Linked DNA regions of Gossypium arboreum: region 1 is linked to region 2. The links are chromatin contacts, called in public Hi-C maps. All regions are on one chromosome and are shown on one strand. Each heading gives the region's core, a stretch centred on a gene start, on an enhancer-like site or on the middle of the called end of the contact. The rest is flanking DNA. Distances are from core to core; before and after follow the strand shown.

Evidence for each region. Hi-C and Micro-C count contacts between places; a contact is called where the count stands out from the background.
Region 1: a Hi-C map of leaf shows a contact between it and region 2, with 2.9 times the contacts expected there. The contact joins the enhancer-like site here to the promoter of LOC108486486 in region 2. A contact is called at or near these places in 2 of 5 Hi-C or Micro-C datasets (both in leaf).

Annotation. Positions count from the first base shown.
Region 1 is chr11:58,376,677-58,379,928 of ASM2569848v2, reverse strand. No RefSeq gene overlaps it. Among protein-coding and RNA genes, the nearest start is that of LOC108473206, 5.8 kb to the left of the region's middle. Within about 2 kb of position 1,433, at least 2 of the 2 cell types and tissues checked have an H3K27ac peak or open chromatin away from gene starts, as enhancers often do. A contact at or near this core is called in leaf, where this site is marked.
Region 2 is chr11:58,120,065-58,123,184 of ASM2569848v2, reverse strand. It overlaps LOC108486486 (ubiquitin carboxyl-terminal hydrolase 3), which reads right to left and starts at 1,326. Exons shown (of 6, transcript XM_017790563.2): 1 at 889-1,326. The coding sequence starts at 1,005.

The DNA of each region.
Region 1 (3,252 bases), core at 184-2,683, 260 kb before region 2:
AATTTATAAAATAAGCTTTTGTATTATTTATATTAGTAAGCATTCCCATAATTTAACTAACACTTTTGTTTTTAAATTTGCTAGATTTATTCAAAATACCAAGATCAAGAAGGTAATACACTTAACATTAGTTTATAAAGTTAAGTGTTTATTTAATTATTTTTGCAAACATTTTTATCATTTAACTAACTCAATCAATACTTTTACTAGATGTTTCAAGATTATCAACAATGATTGAAGCACAAGAAAGAAGTTAAACCATTCTATAATGGTTTTTGAACTGATGTTAGTTTGGTTTGGTTTGTTGTTGTTGTTGGATAATTGAGCTTTTGTTGTGTTCTTTTTTTTTGGACTGGTGTAGGTTTTTATTGTATTTTAGACTTTTAATTATGTTTTTTTATTACAATGTTGTTGTATTGTTTTTGTTTTTTATTTGGACTCATGAAGAAACTTAAACTATTCTATAATGGTTTTTGAACTGATGTGTTATTGTTATTAGTTTGGTTTGGTTTGTTATTGTTGTTGGTTAATTGAACTTTTGTTGTATTCTTTTTTTTTTTTTGAGTGGTGTAGGTTTCTATTGTATTTTAAACTTTTGCTCATGTTTTTTTTATTATAATGTTGTTGTTTACTTCAACTTATGTTGTTTACTTTGACTTTTACTTATGTTTTTTATTATAATCTTGTTGTATTTTTTTGTTGTTTTTTGGACTAATGTTGTTTATTTAGGTTAATGTTGTGTTGCTTGTATTTATTTACTTATTTACTTTAATTTTTTGTTGTATGTTCATGTTTAAAACTTTAAAGAAAATTATTTTTTGAAAAATTACATAAAATAAATAATGCTAGAGTCATTTTTTTAAACTTAACTCGAACAAATATATTCGATTCGATTCGATTCGAATTACATCTCACTCGACTCGATTCGAGAAAATTTCAAATAAAGTTAGGATGATAAAATAAGATTCGAAAACTCGATTAACTCGAAAATTTTCTATTCGATTCGATTCGATTCGATCGAATGCTCACCCCTAACATCAACTCTAAACTTAGAAAAATAATCTTTTACGACGCTCACAAATTTCGGGTTCGCGCAACCTTGACAGTTCCAAACAAATAAATTCGGCATCATAATATATAAAAATAAAAGAAGAACCCATCCCTTTTCAAACATCCAAATTGGACACATTTTTAACTGTAAAATTATCCTCATTCTTGCTGCCTAATTCCTCTTTCGAAACTCCATCATCAAGTCTGTTAACCACCAAATTCACTGCTTTAGCTATAGGAATTCGATTCTGTGCCCGAGACTTAAATTTACTCCCTTCTCCTTTCGTCAGGTTTGTCGAAATTTTAAGACTTTTCTTCTTACCCATTTTCGAAGAGTGTCGCCCAGAAGGGTGATTTTCCAACTTCCTCAAAATGTTACCCATTTCATCTGAAACTGTAGTAGAATTGGGATTTTATTCTCAATAAACTTAACCACTGTGTGGTCATTTGGGTTTAGGGTAGTAACACCTACTTTTTCTACCAAAACGGGACGTCCACAATGCTTTAAAGAAACAGAAGACTCGCCAGAATTTCCTTCCACCACCGCTTGCGACAGAATATCACTCGAGTGCCCCCGCATCTTTGCTTGAGGAGACCATCAAAAGGGCTGACTTCATTCAAGGACCCAGCAAAAGAACCTGTCTCCACCAAGACAGGACTAGAAAAACTCGGGCCTACTGTCTTGGATTGCTTCTGGGCTTGGACACCAACTTCACCATTTTTGGCGCTCAGTCCAGACCCATTAATCAAAACAGGCCCCAAGCCCGAACTGGAGAAATTCACTCCCAAATTCAAAACAGCTTTGTGCATGGGAGATCCTCTCCCAAAGGATTATTATACATGGAAATTTATTTTCCTTGTAAGCTAGCAAAATTAATGGGATTAGATTCCCTATTTCTCTCATTATTTTCCCTTAAAATTTGTAATAGATTGAATTTAGATCCCGAAGAATCCGCCCGCTTCCCGATCAACATTCTACTTCTGGTCAGTCCTCTTACTCCGGCGATCAACTAACATCCAAGGTGCAAAATTTCCACTTTCAACATCCCTATTTGTTGAAGATGATTCTCCAATAACCACAGAAGATTGTATTCCTTCACCATTCTGTTCTTCCTGTCCCAATCCAGCATTACACATATCTTTCAAATGCCCGTAGCATCCACATGAAAAACAAACATTTGGAAGTGATTCATACTCAACCCGTTGAATACGTCCACATCCACTTTTATTTTAGAGATAATAGGTTTATTAATGTCCAGGATGACAGCCATCCTAATAAATCAGCTTCTTTGTGCACTACCCATTTGATCATCCAGTTTTATGACACTTCCTACCATTTCACCTATCTTTGTTAAAATACTCTTACGGTACATGAAACCCGGGATAACCGGAAAACGAATCCAAGCTACCACATTTGACAGATAAGGCTAAGAAGTAAAAAAATATTGTGACCATGGTTAAACCGTTAGGTATTGCCCAAACACCATCCATGGTCCTTCCGTAAGGGCCCTAACATAATCTACTTCCTATTGAAATTTCACTAGAGAATAATCATTTTCTAAATCCATAACACTGACGGGGGTGGAGGGTTTCTAGAGACGATAAATTCTATTAGACAGAGTCTGAATTCCAATTTTCCGACCCAATAACTTGACAACAATAGTTCTAGCCATACTTTTGTGTAAAACTTGGTGAACCCGCTCAGAGAACCTTATCGACAAGTAAACCATCTTCTGTTCTAATGGAAACATCACTCTCCAGTAACTGCAAGTGGTTCTTCTCACTTCCTTGCACAACCTTTCCCAATGATTTCAAAGAACCAACTAATATATCTTTGAAAAACAGTCTCTCATTAGGCTTTTCCTCAAGTCCTTTGGGAGTTTCCGTATCCTCCATAACCATTACCTGCTCCTCCTCAATACTAGACTGGTCACATCTATACGAACCTTCCTAGTAGCCTTATCCTCCACCATGGCTGACGGAGAAAGAGAAGGAGAAGCACTAGACATCGAGAGCGTTTTTCAAAGCCTTCTATTGTTACGATTTATTTTGAATTTTAAATTTTAAATTTTAAATTTTAATTGAATTGCCTTTTTTATTATGATTTATTTTGAATTTTAAATTTTATTACATTTTTCAAATTTTTTATCACTTTAATCTTTTAACTTTTAAATTTTAATTGAATTACTTTTGAATGAAAAA
Region 2 (3,120 bases), core at 77-2,576:
CGTTGGTCACAGACAAGAGGGCATTTGTTACCCAGCAATTTTAAATAAAAATATCCAACATTGAACGCATTAACATAAATCTTGATTAGAAAGCAAGGAATAAACAGAAATATCAGAAAAGAACTGAGTCTCATAGCATAAACTTAAAAAAAAAAAAAAAAAAAAAACATAGGAACTAAAGAGTCTGGCAATGAACATAGCTCTTTAACACTACAGTCGCAATCATTCAGAAATGATTATTCAAACAATTCAGATCTTGCATTATCTAGGTCAACCTATCTACAACATCTGAAACTTCAAGATCCAATAGCTACCGTAGTATCATACCATGCATTATCTACAAATTCACATAACTTTACGACAATCACCCAACTTAAATGAAAGGAGAATGAAAGAAATATTAAAATTAAGCTTGAAAATTGAAATCTAAATTATTTTGATAGTACCGATGAATCTTATAATCATTTTTTAATCACCAACAACATCCAGTTCCTGTAATACTTTCCCTTTCTAACATTAGTTGATATCTATCACAGTCAATATCTACCTGGTATAGACTCTAGACTCCAAACCATCTCAGCAAGCATATCTAAAATCTAGACATTTTAATTTCAATTTAAATCGTGACAACCGTACCACTTGAAAGCAAAGCAGCAAGCTATTACCAGAAGGGGAAAAAAAGAAGCTAAAAATGAAAAGATAGAACTGAACCTAACCAATTCGCTTCAGGATTAACATATACTACGGGAAATTTGCATAAATGAAATTTAAAGCTTAAAGTCAAAATCAATCAAATTCAAAAGATAGGAAATAACATATACTATCAAATTCAACATATTTTTTAGGGAAAAAAGGGGGGAAGAGGAAAAAAAAAAGAAAAAAAAGAACCTGCAAAACGCTGTTACAATAGCAAGTGTTGCCAAAGTTTTCGAGACCAAAATATCGTTCGCCTTCTGGGAACTGGTCACCCAAAGCTTTCTCGAGCTTCGAACCCGCCGCGCCCATCTATTAGATATAGAATTGAGTTCGTCTACAACTCTAACTTGGATCTTCTTCCGACCGGTTCAACTCAGCGATTCAATACCCCATCAACGACTGGCTCTATCTTGCTCTCTTCGGTTTATCCGAATCCGACTTAGGGTTTGTTTGGAGGACAATTAAAAAAAAAAAGGGTTTCCACCGTTTCCCTATTTCCGTTAAGAGCAGTGAAAAGGAGCCAAAGAAAATGATTCTTGTTTCTGTTCTCGGTAGCATCTACTTAAAACATCTTTTTAGATCAATTAACGTAAAAATAGATAATAATAAAAATTATTATTCTATCCTTAATCATATAAGAAGGATATTCACTAAGAGGTAAATAAAACTTTAATTCCACTTTCAAGTTCGAATTAACTTAAATTTCATAATTCTAATAATATATTAATATAAATATCTTTTAGTCATAGTAAACTTTGAAAATAAGTAAATTGATCTCACTTAATAAAAATTATAAAAATTTTAAAATTTTAAAAAATTCTAAAAATATATTAAAAGGTTGAAATTTTAAATTTTTTTCTAAAATAATAAATTTACGATCTAATTAATGATTCAAATTTATCATATTCAAGTTTTTTAAAAAAATTCAAATATTTATAATTTTAAATTTATGTGCTCCAACATGAAACTAGTTATATTATAACAATATTTTTAAGTTTAATTTTTAAAATTTAACTTGAACAATTTCGCTTCGATTCGACTCGGCTCTAATTTTATTTTACTTGACTCGATTTGAAAAAAAATTTAAAATTGAGCTAATATGATAAAATAGGACTCGTGAATTTGATTAACTCAAAAATTTTTCACTTAATTTGACTCCACAGAACGCTCACCCCTAATAACAAACATAACTTTTATCATTTAACCAATTCATTCTATTTCACCACTAAGAAGAAAATTTTATTTTCACAATTCGATAACAAATTTAACAAGTTATAAGTTACCAACACAAAATACTTATGATGTTTTTAGTTTTTTCTTTTAATCATAGTTATTGATTTTAACCTTAATTGTTAATTTAAAAATAATCACACAAAATCTCACTATATTTCAACTTAAACCTCAACTATTTTCAAATTTGGGGGAGACCATATTCAAAGTAAAAGGAAAATCGTAAATATAAAGGAGGTCACTCAAAAATAGCATTGTTTCTATTTTGATCATTCTAAACTTTTTTTTTGTCAATTTAGTCACTACTGCTAGAAAATTTGACCAAAATGATCATTCAGGCTCTAAACCCTTAACGGATTGTTGACTAGACCTGCAAAAGAAAAAAGAAAAATTATTCTTTTAGTCCCTTTAAAATTTATAAAATTTTTAAGTTAATCCCTATTAAAAAACTCATATTAAAACCCAATATTTACATCCAAGTCCCTTTTTCTTCTTTGCATTCCTTACCCTCCTTCAAGCTCTAAAAATAATCACCTTAATTGTAACACTCCACGCTCGACCCGATCACCGAATCTGAGCTACAAGATGCTACAGTTGTTGCCGAAGCAACCACGGTTGAACAAACATCATACAATCATTTATACTTGTAATCCAATGCCAACTAATACAGGATGCTTGTAACACCCCGTACCCGAGTCCGTTACCGGAGTCGAACACAAGGTGCACACAGACTTAACTTAATTATTTTCAAAGTCCATTTAAAAATTTCCAGACAAGCTAGTTACTGCGTCACTGTTTCCTTAAAAATCATATCTTGAGTTTCAAAGCTCGGAAATCAGTTTCGTAATTTTTCCCTGAAACTAGACTCATATGTCCATCTACATATTTGTTTCTAGAATTTTTGGTCGGGCCAATTAGTACGGTTTATTAGTTAAAGTCTCCCCTGTTACAGGGATCGACTACACTGACCTTCGCGCATCACGGCTTGGATATCTCCCTGTACAGGGCTTCAATACTGATGTCGTTTGTTTCTATAGAAACTAGACTCAAAGATGAATCTATACATATATGGAATGACTCCTAATTATCTTTGGTTAATTTATAGTGAATTCCCAAAGTCGGAACAGGGGATCCAGAAACCGTTCTGGCCCTGTTTCACGAGAACTTTAATATCTCTTAACATATAACTCATAT